Regions from separate parts of the Mus musculus genome. Here all the other regions are linked to region 1. Evidence: chromatin contacts called from public Hi-C and promoter capture Hi-C data. All regions are on one chromosome and are shown on one strand. Each heading gives the region's core, a stretch centred on a gene start, on an enhancer-like site or on the middle of the called end of the contact. The rest is flanking DNA. Distances are from core to core; before and after follow the strand shown.

What was found. Promoter capture Hi-C pulls out the DNA fragments that hold promoters and counts their contacts. Hi-C and Micro-C count contacts between places; a contact is called where the count stands out from the background.
Region 2: a contact with region 1 is called in a promoter capture Hi-C map of second pharyngeal arch cranial neural crest, with 5 times the contacts expected there. The contact joins the enhancer-like site here to the promoter of Asb1 in region 1. A contact is called at or near these places in 3 of 39 promoter capture datasets (cranial neural crest, maxillary cranial neural crest and second pharyngeal arch cranial neural crest) and 5 of 115 datasets of contacts at active chromatin or transcription factors (embryonic stem cells, epiblast stem cells, fibro-adipogenic progenitors and 2 more).
Region 3: a Hi-C map of uterus shows a contact between it and region 1, with 2.1 times the contacts expected there. The contact joins the enhancer-like site here to the promoter of Asb1 in region 1. A contact is called at or near these places in 7 of 39 promoter capture datasets (the 3T3-L1 cell line, cranial neural crest, frontonasal cranial neural crest and 4 more), 1 of 484 Hi-C or Micro-C datasets (uterus), 10 of 115 datasets of contacts at active chromatin or transcription factors (SST interneurons, craniofacial prominence, embryonic forebrain and 6 more) and 2 of 9 other capture datasets (embryonic stem cells and pancreatic islet).
Region 4: a contact with region 1 is called in a promoter capture Hi-C map of second pharyngeal arch cranial neural crest, with 6 times the contacts expected there. The contact joins the enhancer-like site here to the promoter of Asb1 in region 1. A contact is called at or near these places in 9 of 39 promoter capture datasets (the 3T3-L1 cell line, 3T3-L1-derived adipocytes, cranial neural crest and 5 more), 3 of 484 Hi-C or Micro-C datasets (the STO cell line, cerebellum and cortical neurons), 11 of 115 datasets of contacts at active chromatin or transcription factors (craniofacial prominence, embryonic basal ganglia, embryonic forebrain and 8 more) and 1 of 9 other capture datasets (embryonic stem cells).

Annotation. Positions count from the first base shown.
Region 1 is chr1:91,539,232-91,541,931 of GRCm38.p6, reverse strand. Asb1 (ankyrin repeat and SOCS box-containing 1) reads right to left here and starts at 1,367. Exons shown (of 5, transcript NM_001039126.2): 1 at 1,068-1,367. The coding sequence starts at 1,119.
Region 2 is chr1:91,843,551-91,846,250 of GRCm38.p6, reverse strand. All of the region lies in intron 1 of Twist2 (twist basic helix-loop-helix transcription factor 2), which reads right to left. Among named protein-coding and RNA genes, the nearest start is that of Gm46117, 14 kb to the right of the region's middle. Within about 2 kb of position 1,415, at least 19 of the 459 cell types and tissues checked have an H3K27ac peak or open chromatin away from gene starts, as enhancers often do. A contact at or near this core is called in second pharyngeal arch cranial neural crest, where this site is marked.
Region 3 is chr1:91,902,515-91,905,214 of GRCm38.p6, reverse strand. No RefSeq gene overlaps it. Among named protein-coding and RNA genes, the nearest start is that of Gm46242, 24 kb to the right of the region's middle. Within about 2 kb of position 1,409, at least 23 of the 459 cell types and tissues checked have an H3K27ac peak or open chromatin away from gene starts, as enhancers often do. A contact at or near this core is called in uterus, where this site is marked.
Region 4 is chr1:91,962,484-91,965,183 of GRCm38.p6, reverse strand. Hdac4 (histone deacetylase 4) reads left to right here. Exons shown (of 27, transcript NM_207225.2): 17 at 358-404. Among named protein-coding and RNA genes, the nearest start is that of Gm46242, 84 kb to the right of the region's middle. RefSeq lists an enhancer at 1-2,256. Within about 2 kb of position 1,338, at least 23 of the 459 cell types and tissues checked have an H3K27ac peak or open chromatin away from gene starts, as enhancers often do. A contact at or near this core is called in embryonic limb bud, embryonic stem cells and second pharyngeal arch cranial neural crest, where this site is marked.

The sequences.
Region 1 (2,700 bases), core at 118-2,617:
CAAACAGAACAGACACTAAAACAACACTGGGGTCGGGGTGGGGTGCAAAACCACTTTTTCTTCCACAGGACTATTCTGTACCTTAAGAAATAGCTACCCTTTGACCAACCACCTCTCTCCCATTTCTCATTCCTGCATGACAGGTCAATCCACTCAAAGATCTTGTCTGTCCCTGAGATCAAATTCAATGACAACCAAAGCTCTTGGTGGTAGAGGCCTTGCCTTGCTTTTTCATGTCACCCCGATAGCCCCAGGTGAGTCAGGCCAATAGGACATCATCCACAAAGTTTGTTGAATTGATGGAGGGAGGAATGACAAGAGACTGTACCAACATTGTGGCTTTCTCAGATTTTCTGCATACAGAAGAGAGCTCAGTGAACTCTAAAATCAGAGATGGGTGCAGAAGCACACCTACCAAACACCTACCAGCAGGTTCAGAAAGACCCCAAGGTGGACGCCGTACCAGGAAACTCTCCTGGGAATTGTTAGTTCCATTGTAGCAGCACTGCAAAGTGGAGCAGCTTTAAGGCAGGTGGCAAGTGTCACCCTTTTTCTGCAGGTGGGTCAAGCGCCCCTGTAAGAGTTGTGGCACTAGCAAGCTCTCTGGGGACAGCACTGTCGTTAAGGTGGGTGGAGGTGGGGCGGAGGACGTTTGTCCAGTAGCTACTGCGCTGACTGGCTGGCGGGATGGGGAAAGGGAACCTGTCCGCACGAAGGCTGACCTCTGAGGGCCCTTACTGACCAGTGAGCTCATACCTGGAAGAAGATCCGAACCCCATGGTCCAGCCAGGGTCATCGCTGACGGGGATGGGCTAACAGGGTGGCAGTTACAAGGCTAGCTCCACCAGAAAGAAACCTCCGTGGGAGGGATGTCCACGAGAGGCCAGGCAGGAGCGGGGGCGCGCGCCTAGGGCCGCGCGGAGCCTAACGTCCACACTTACTGACCCCGGGCGCGATTCCTCGGATCTGGCCTGCGAGGACCGAGGACCCGAGTCCCGGACGCCCAAGGGACACTCTGACCCCAAGACGCAACCCCGCTCCCTACTACCCCTAGCCGCGCACGTTACCTGCGGGTCCCGGGCCGGCCCGTCCATCGGGGCCGGTCCCGCCCTCCGCCATGCCTACTTGGTCCTCAGCCTCCGCCCTGACCCCGCCGCCTGTCCACCTCCGCAGCAATCCTGTCAGAGAGCAACGCTGTCAGAGAAGCACCGCCGGCGTTTCCGGCAGGTGGGCGTGTCCAGGGCTCGGCTTCCGGGGAGTATGAGCCTCCTTTTCGTACTTCCTGCTCCGGACGGAGGGTGCTGGGGTCTCCACTTCCGGCCTGGCTAACGGACTTGATTGCTGATTAGCGGGGTTGACCAAACTGCGTCTCCCGAGGCAACAGCAGCAGCTTCTGGGGAAACGCCTTTCCTCTGGGGGCGGAGGCTTATTTGCATGCCTCAGGAACTCCTGGTTGGTCGATTCTGTTCCCGCCCACTGGAGGGCGGGACGTGGGCGGGACCGTTACGGCCCAGTGGACTGTGGTCCGCTATCGCAGCGGCTGAAGGGTGTTGAGTGACGTGGGGCTGCGCTGCTGTCCTTTCTACGAGACTCCAAACGGTGCCTTCCGAGTCGGTGACTTGCAAAGTTGTGTTAGACGAAGGCAGCCCAGAATGTCTCCATGGAGCCAATAGTGTCTGTAACTTGGTCAAGGCGTGTTGACAGAGTGGCTTTCCCTCAAGCACTCCCGATTTTACATCGGTCACACTGTGTGCGTTGCGTTACGAACAGTTCTTAAGCATGGACGCTGTCGGGTCCTTTCATTCTCCTCTACACAACTTAGGGAAGGTACCTTGCAGGGGGAGGACCCCAGTGGACCGGGGGGAGACCGCGCCTTAAGGAGACAGAAGCGCCCCGCTGTCCTGTGAGATGGAGGCAAGGCCACAGTCTCCAACACCGCGGCTGTGACTTGTCTGCATCTTTGTGTGGTCATGGCACACCAGCTGGGAGCTAGCGACTATAGGTGCCCAACAAATCCTCGTGCCCAGACTGGCTCAGTTGCACAGGTCTGTGGAGCTGTGTGAGGCATCCTGGAACAGAGCCACGGGCTCTGAGGGTTTTGAGGGGAGCGGGGAGATTCCTGCAGTGGTGTTTGGTCTTGATAACACCGTTGGCACGAGGGACAGGTGACACCAATGACGCTGCAAGGCAAAGAGCCAGAGGTGGCTCAGCCTTATGGCTCTGCTCCACGGCTGCACATCCCTGGCTGGGATACCTCAAGGGTAAAACCACCCAAATGCGCATCAAAATGTGGTGTCGTGGCCATCCATATATCCTTTAAAAAGCCTCTGCCCCAGGTTACAACATGGCCAACCCTGGAGGATCTCTGCTCAGTGAAATAAGCCAGCAATAACGAACAAATAATGCACTCTTCCACACATAGGTCACTAAAGGAATCAGCTTCGGAAACAGAGTGGAATAGTAGGTGTCAGTTTGCTTCCAGAAAAGGGAGTGTCACGGGTGAGGGGACAGAGATAAAACTCCAGGCTGTCACCCTAGCCTGAGAACTTCGTTGAGACCAAAACTCAAGCAAAACTGGACTTACTGCTTTGGCTCGGGAAAAAAAAAATTTGTTAAGACTAATGGAAGCAATGTTGAGGTTTTATTTAAAATACTTTAACATTAGACTTTAACCTAAAGACTTAGAAGAGAGGTACTATG
Region 2 (2,700 bases), core at 166-2,665, 300 kb before region 1:
CTTACGAGCTCTGCTGTCACGTGATCTGGTGTATAAACCTTCTGGGGGTCACTTAGTACCACCCCTATTGGTGCTATGTAATGGTAGCTTTTGGATGTGGTTAGCAGGTCAAATGTCATGCTCATGGAAGACACTGTAATTACATGCCACATACCCATGAGCCCTGGGGCAATTCCCTTACACATACATATATGGGTATACATAGGCATCATATATGCACACTTATGGGTGCTCTGCTCAGCAGCAGTCTACCTTCCCTTAGCAAAAGCTGATTTTGAACCCAGCATTCTGGAGAGGGTGGTATGGAGACAGGCAGGGAAAGGGCACCTGCAGGAGGGATGCCCAGGTCCTTGAGGAGTCTGGAGGTTTTGACAACAGGCCTCCACCACTCATCTCTGCCCCCCTCGAGCTCATTGAAAATGGAATTTGGTTGGTGAGCCAGAATAAGAGGGGGTGGCCATGAATTCAAGCTTGCTTTACCGCTGCACGGTGCCCAGAGCGTGGAAGACATGTGAGTTGGCACAAGCTGCTGCCAGGAATCAGCAGCATGCTGAAAGTCTCATCCAGGTGGGTAATGATGCCACTAAGGGAGGGAATGGCCAGGTCAGAGCCATCCTCGGGGCTGCAGCCACAGCAGACACTGCATCTGACTTGTTACTGGCTGCTCAGGGCAGCACACCACATCGCCACCCCTTCACTGACCAGTGTGCAAAAGCCTCAGACATTCAGCAATACTGTTCCTGAGACCTGAGCTCTGAGAGGTGCTTCTTAAAGCTCCGGAATGCTTCCCCCTTCTGGAATCACAACAATCTAAAACATCTAAGATTTTCACTAAAATTAGGCATGCGCGCACACACACAGGGACACACATACATACACAGACTCACACACAGACACACATACAGACACACAGAGACATACACTTGCGCGCGCACACACACACACACACCAACGTGTGTTTGCTTGCTCTCTCTTTCTCCCTCCTTCCTCTTTTTTTTTCAAGTTCAGAGCACTCCAAATATTTAAGCCTTTTTAAGTGGTCCTGGGCAGAGAGTCAAAGGCTGCTCTATTGGAGAATGTGGTTATAATTAGATAATTAATAGAGGAGGGGGAGGAGAAAGCTAAATGGAAGCCTTCCTCAGTGGGAGGAAATAATTACAATGGCTTTTGATATCTGAGCTGAGCCAGCCCTCCACGGGAAGCACAGGATGGTCCATGAAAAGCCAAGAATGGCAGGGGCTGTCCCAATAGGGTAGGCTTTGGGGGTTGGCTTCATCTGCCGGAGGGGCCTGGGGCTCAGGCAGAAGCAAGTGGCAGGTTCATTAGTCTTCTTGACTGAGAGCCTCCTGGCCTAACCCCCTTGATGTCACCTTGACCCCCACATGTCTGTAGACATGGGCAAATGTAAAACATCTGGGCTCAAGATGGCCTCCCCACTGAAGGGTTACCCGAGCCCCATGCATGGGCCTCCTGTGGCTCACTCTGGCTCTGCCTGGCTCGAGCAGGCTGCAGAGCTGCAGCTGGACTGAAAGCAGGGGTCAGTGGTCCTTGAAGCAGACTCCTAGACACTAAGAAGTTCATAAGGGCCTCACGTTGGCCGAAGGAAGGCATGCCACACTAGTGAGTCTCCAGCAAGTGAGGCAAGGAGAAGGGATGGGAGGTGTCTGTCTGCCACATGTCTATCTTTCCATTCATCTCACTCTTTCTCTCTCCCACTCCTTCTTCCCTCCCTTCTTTCCTGCCACCCGTGTGCACATTCATCCACCTTCTAGCATATGTGCTGAGTGTCTGGCATGTGCAAAGGATGGTGCTAGTTGCTGAAAAAAGCAGAGAAAGTGTCAGAGGATCTGACAGAAGAAACACACATATAAACTAGACCACAGTGGGAGACGCTGAAAACCGTCTCAAGGATAGACCATGGTTGGGATGCTGTAAATCGTCTCAGTGAAAGTGCAAGCCAGATGCTGCTGCAGAGGAGACTTACTCAACTGTCAGAAGAAGCACAAAGTACACACGTGCATGTGCGTGCATCCACATACATATGCATACACATACGTGCATACATGCATGCATGCACGCAAGCACACACACAAATAAATACAGCTGGGTTTCTCATGAGATACTCCAAAAGGTGGAAGGGAAAGTGACCACAGACTATGGGTGTGGCCGTCATCTATAGTACAAAGAAGTCCAGCAGGCTTCCCTACCTGACTTGACCTCTTTGCCCCTAGAATGAGGAAAGGATGAACTTTTGGCTCCACAGTGCCCTAAGGCCTGTCAGTTTGTTCAAGTTGCCAGTCTGCGCCTGCCTTCCTGATTTCTACTTCCCATACTGACACCCTGCTAGCCCTAACGCCAAGACCCTCTTAACTCCTGGGATTCCGATTCCACAGAGGTTGGGGAAATGGAAGGCTGAGTACAGCTGGACTAGAAGCTGAGGATGCCATCAGACCACAGGGGTCCCATTGCTCATCCAACTTGGGGGAACACTTGGGCTTCTAGAGAGCCTCACCTTCTACCTGGGTCCCTTCCCATCCTGAATGCATCTAGACACACCTTCTGAGCTGCCCACACCAACTACCAATGGGTGGCTGGAGAGAGGGGATGGACAGCAGTCAGGAGTCCCTGAACTCTGAGCAAGCAATGATCAAAAAAGAGGACACATCAGGTGCATGGGGCAGAGACTTCCATGAGGAGCAC
Region 3 (2,700 bases), core at 160-2,659, 360 kb before region 1:
CCTCCAGGTTCTAGACCTGAGCTCACTCTGCTCTTTAGAGTAACAACCTCTCCAGGTGGGAAACTGCAAGCCAAGAGGAAATCTCCGAGTTGACATTAATGCGTCGTCCCCAGTGGGGACAGTTTCACCAGTGTGGTGCTGCTTCTCTGGCCTCGTGAGTGACTTTTGTCTGCCTGGTTAGTGCTCTCATGCTGCAAAGCTGTCTCTCTTACTGGGAAAGAGGGTGTGCCAACCGAGGAAGTGCATTCTTCAGATCGGGCTGTACCTGAGACCGTGGAGCATTTTCTCAGTCATTGGTGGAAGTCCACCCTGGACAAGTGGTCTTGGATGACATAAGAAAGTAGATTGAGTAAGTCAGGGCAAGCAAGAAAGTACCCACCTCTCCTCCAGGGCCTCTGCTTCAGTTTCTGCCCCCAGGCTCCTGCCTTGAGTTCTTGTCTGGATTTTGCTTCCTGATGGACTATAGACGCTTTCCTCGATGAGTTGCTTTGGTCATGGTGTTTATCACATGTCAGTTGCAGCTCCTGCTTGAGTGTCCTGAGGCTGATCTAAGAAAACAGGAGCTTGGTGGCTAAAAGCTGTGACTTACTCTTCCAGCTGTGGAGGCCAAGTGTCCCAGGTTGTGGTGGCTGAGTTAGTTCTTTCAGAGGTTGAGAGAAAACCCATGCCAGGCCTCTCTCCATTCTTGGGTGGCTGGGGGCCCTGGCATTGCGTGGTTTGTAGAGAAGACATACAAGTGCATCCCCAAGTGGCCTTTCCCACTCACCTCCTAAGGACACTGTCATGGGATTTTTGGAGTCCACCCTAGCCAGACTGTCCAGCTTAAGATTCAGTCTGCTAAGCCCCTGTCACCCACTAGGGTCACACACAGCTTTCAGAGGTGACACCATCAAAGCCATAAGTCTGTTTATGTCACAGGCACAGGCAGACACAGCCAGCTATGAAACTAGAGTCCCTTGCTCAGGAGGGGCTGTGGAGGTAGCAGGGAGCATACACAGGACAGAGAGCCAGTCACCACATCCTCTCCAGGGGACAGAGCACAGCCTTCTGCCGAGCCAAGGCCACTGTAGCCCGTGGTGTTCCTACAAGGTTCAGTAATTAAAGCTTGCCTCTTTTAAGAGACAGTCATGAGAAACACTCCTGACTTACATGTTGTAAACACATAAACATACCATTCCCCAGCCCACTAAACACAGTTAAACATCAGGGAGGATTTTGTCAGTAACCCAGTGTGGCCTTGCTCCATGTGGGCCTGAGACACAGCCTTCGGGATGGACCTGGGCACCCTGTGGCCTGCACCAAATGTCTCCACCTTCCTGGACTCTGGACCCGCAGCCTGTGTGACTATCAGATTGTCAGTGAAGATGTGTTCTCTAAGGGTGGCTCACTGGCTCCTGCCCCTCATCCTGATGTCAAACTGGACGGTCTGGATGTTAAACCTTTGTTGTCCTGTGTGTTTCTCTCTTGTCCAATTCCAGGCAGTTCACCAGGCATTTTGTAAGTTTTTGGCCTCCGGGAGGTTTTTGTTTATTTGTTTCCAGGCACAAGGCCAGAACAGCTTGAAGCCAAAAGCCCGTTCTGTCTTTAGTAAAACTCTAGCCCTGTTTCATAAACAGTGGGTGGGGAAGGGGAGGGCTGGGTGTCCTGCCCACCTGAGATCTGTCCACACTGTGCCCTGAACCAGGGTCTCATCTCTTGTGAGGGGGCTTTAAAGCACTGGGCCAAGCTTGAGAGTAGTTGCCAATGGAGTACTACACGAGAATGCAGAGTCCTCTGGGACGGTCTAGGACCTTTGCTGCCAATGTGTGTGTGTTTTTGCTGCCAACTGCACAGGTGGTACTCAGTGTTGGATCCCAGACGGCTTAAGAAAAACAAAAAGATGGGGGTCTTCTGGCTTGAAAGTGTACACTATCAGATCTCATCTCTACTGGCATTTACAGCAGGAAGAGGCTCATATAGTTTAGAGTCCTAGCCACCCCCAAAACAAGGTGAGGACCTCAGGACACAATAAAGGGGACTAAGCTGAGAGTTTCCCAGGGTCAGGTGTGTAGATCCAAGGTGCCCAAAGGGAAGTAGACTAAAAGCACAGATAAGAGCTTCCAACCCCACCTCTGTGGTGCAGACCCAGGAGGTGGAAGGAGCCTGCAGCCTGCCTGGTGGGAATGCCACTCACTCAGGGCTGACTGTCATCCACCTCACACTCCCAGGGGTGCAGCCCCGAGGAGAGGAGTCCCTGCAAGCCAGATGAGAACCTGTGTGTGGGAGGGGCTCTGGATGGGAAAAGAGGGGGATGGGAGCAAGAACTGTCTACCAGTGGCCCAAAGTGACCTTTTCAGCATCTGGAAGAGAAGAGAAGAGAAGAGAAGAGAAGAGAGAGAGAGAGAGAGAGAGAGAGAGCCTAAAAGGAGCAACTGGGTGACCAGAAAAGGACAGAAATGCAAAGGTGTGACTGACACAGAACATGGCCAATCAGAAACCATGGATGTCATACAGGTGCTCACTGGAAAAGAAAAATCAGTGGTGGCAAAACATTAGATCTGTGATTCTCAACGCATGGGTCATGACCCTTTTGGGGGTCAAATGACCCTTTCATGGGGGTCTCATATCAGAAATCCTACACATCAGACAGTTGCATTACAATTCATAACAGTAGCAAAATTACAGTTATGAAATAGCAACAGAAGTTATTGTATGGCTGGG
Region 4 (2,700 bases), core at 89-2,588, 420 kb before region 1:
TGCCAGCCCTCAACAGAAGAGGTTCTGTTCTGTAATAGGAACACTGTCAGGTACAAACAAGCTCCCCTACCCACAAGATGTATGGGCAGCATGGTGTCTGGACTGTGCAAGGCTGTGCCAACTCCTCAGGGGCCCACTCCCACCTCCTGTGGCTGCCTACCCATAAAACGCTGCTTCCTTTCAGACTCTGGCAGAGCCACTCTCCTTGCCCTTGCTGCCTGGTGGTAGAGTCTTGCAGCAGAGCCTGTGGGACTCTAAGAACCAGTCTTGTCCTAGGGTCCACAGCATGCTTTTCAGACTGGGCACTCACAGAGCCAGTGCTACCCTGATCTTCTGACCCTGTCCTTCTCCCCACAGGCTCGCTGACCTCAGTGTTCGTCAGGCTTCCTTGTGGTGGTGTTGGGGTAAGCATTTCTTTAATGTGTAAATAATGTCCTGTTTGTTCTCAGGGCCTCAGTGGTCACAGAAATCATTGCCTTGCTCTCTCGAGTGGGTAATGGCTGCCAGGTGTTTTCCATAAACAGTACTATGGGGTGGGCGGGGCCATCTGGGGCTTCAAAGGGACTGAGAGCGTTTTTGGTTTTTTTTGGTTTTTTTGTTTTTTTTGTTTTTTTTGTTTTTTTTTCACGGAACTCAGGCACCTTTCTTTGGGGAAGGTTGTCTAACAATGCATCTTACTAGGCCACAGCTCTTACGCACCTCATGTGTACACTGTGCCTCATGGCGTACGTTCACAGCAGTGCTACATGCTTGTCCATACAGGCCACAGAGGCCTCTTAGGGAATTGTGGACTTTTCTTGCCACGCTCTAGTTTGTACTCCAGATAGTTTTCTGTGCAGTGACCAGAGCATCCATGGGTCAGATGACATTTGTAAGACATTCTCTGGTTTATGGTGGCCTTGCATTTCTATAACCAGGTGATACGAGTAGCTAGTCACTTGGAGAACAGACTCAGACACACAAATGACAAAAAACTAGGCAGCCGTCAAGATATCTACTCCACCTGTGTAGACAGCCTTAGCTTGTGCTGCCAAATTGGCCTCAGGAGGCAGAGGTTCTGCAGTACTCTTGTCCCCTGGGATAAGAGAGTGGGACCAAGCCTCCTGTCTGATCTTCTGACCTTCAGAGTCACAACAGCGCCTGGTGTGTTGGGCCAACACATGGCCAAACTTGTCCTAGCAAAACCTGTGCTGTGTTTGATCACAGATTGTGAGGTGAAGCTGAGGTCTGGATTCTGTTATGGAAATGAAACAAAATTGTTTTCTTCCTGAGTCTTTACAGAAATCGCTGCTTTGAAAATTGCCCCGTCAGAAAGAGAATGATGGCATCTATTCATACTACCACCAAGCTCTCCTGGAGTTATTTTGTTTTGTATTGTAAATAGGCTGCAATCTCTTAATTCAGGGCAAATTTTTGGCCCAACTTGAAAAGATTTGGATTTGCACTGCCCTGCAGCCAGAGGGTCCTGTGCGAGGCAGCATTTATAATTTGCAAATGAAAACTAAATGCAAGCTCAGACCTAGGGGTCAAACCCAGGCAGACTCCTGCACAACTAACCCCAGATCTGAGGTCCAACCGGCATGCCAAATGAATGCAGGCGTACTGAACAGATGTGAGGGGAGCCCATGGGGCCCAGCCTGCAGAAGGGAGGCCCAGAGGCAGCAAGGCAGCCCAGAAGCTCTGACTTAGTGTCTCTTTGGGTCTCTGCTACAGCCATGGACTCAGTTTTCCTCCCAAGATTTCCAGGGCTCGCTCCCCCTCCACCCACTGAGGTGTCAGAAAGAGCAGTGCAGATGCTATGGGAAATCTGAGACCTGTGTGGGATGAGGAGTGGGGACCTAAGGGCAGGCCCCTCTGTACCTGGAAGCAGCTTCCCATTGCCAGTTCTGTCATATGGTAGTTCTTTTAGAATGTAAAAAACCAATCCTTATTCGCTCTGTTAAGTAAAAGTTTGAAATACTTTTGATCTTTTTTTTCCAAACCAAATAAAAACTCTTCTGTTTTGTTCACCTCATTATTGTGAACTTGAGACTAGTAAAGGCCTGTGTCTTTGACTTCCTGCTCCTGCCCTGCCCTGCCTGGAAATGTAGGCTGGCTTCTGCTGGCTTCTACCTCCTCCGACTGCAACTTGAGCCCCTCATTCCCAGGGCTCACCCAGATTTGCCACATGCTCCGTTGTCAGTATTCAGCTTCATTTCCCAGATATTTCTGTCTGTACTTCCTATAAAGCACTTTCCTCTTGCTCCCGTTAGCATCACCACCCTAACGGAAGCAGCTGGTAGACATAACTGGGGACAAAATAGCAGAAAGTCTTGCCATGATAGCAGCCTGGAATCCTGGGGTTTATTCCTTCCTCTCTGCAGAAAGGAGCTTGGTCAGGTTACAGACACTGACCTGTGATGCCCAGAGAGTAGTCTACAGAGAGTCCTGGAAGAACTGGCACATGTCATGTGTAGTCCCTTCCCCATGTCTTAGACATGCTCTTTAATAAAGTCAAGCTCAAGCTGGAGAGATGACTCCATCCTTAAAGGCTAGGCTCACAACCAAAAACATAAGAGTTAAGTTCCCAGAACCCATGGCTGTCTCTCCAGCCACCAAAAAAGTACAAAGAAAAAAATAAAATAAAGCTAGGCTTTTTCTTCACACATGGGAAGGAAATGATCACTGAGCTTATAGCCTCCAGCCTGGCCTGGACACTGC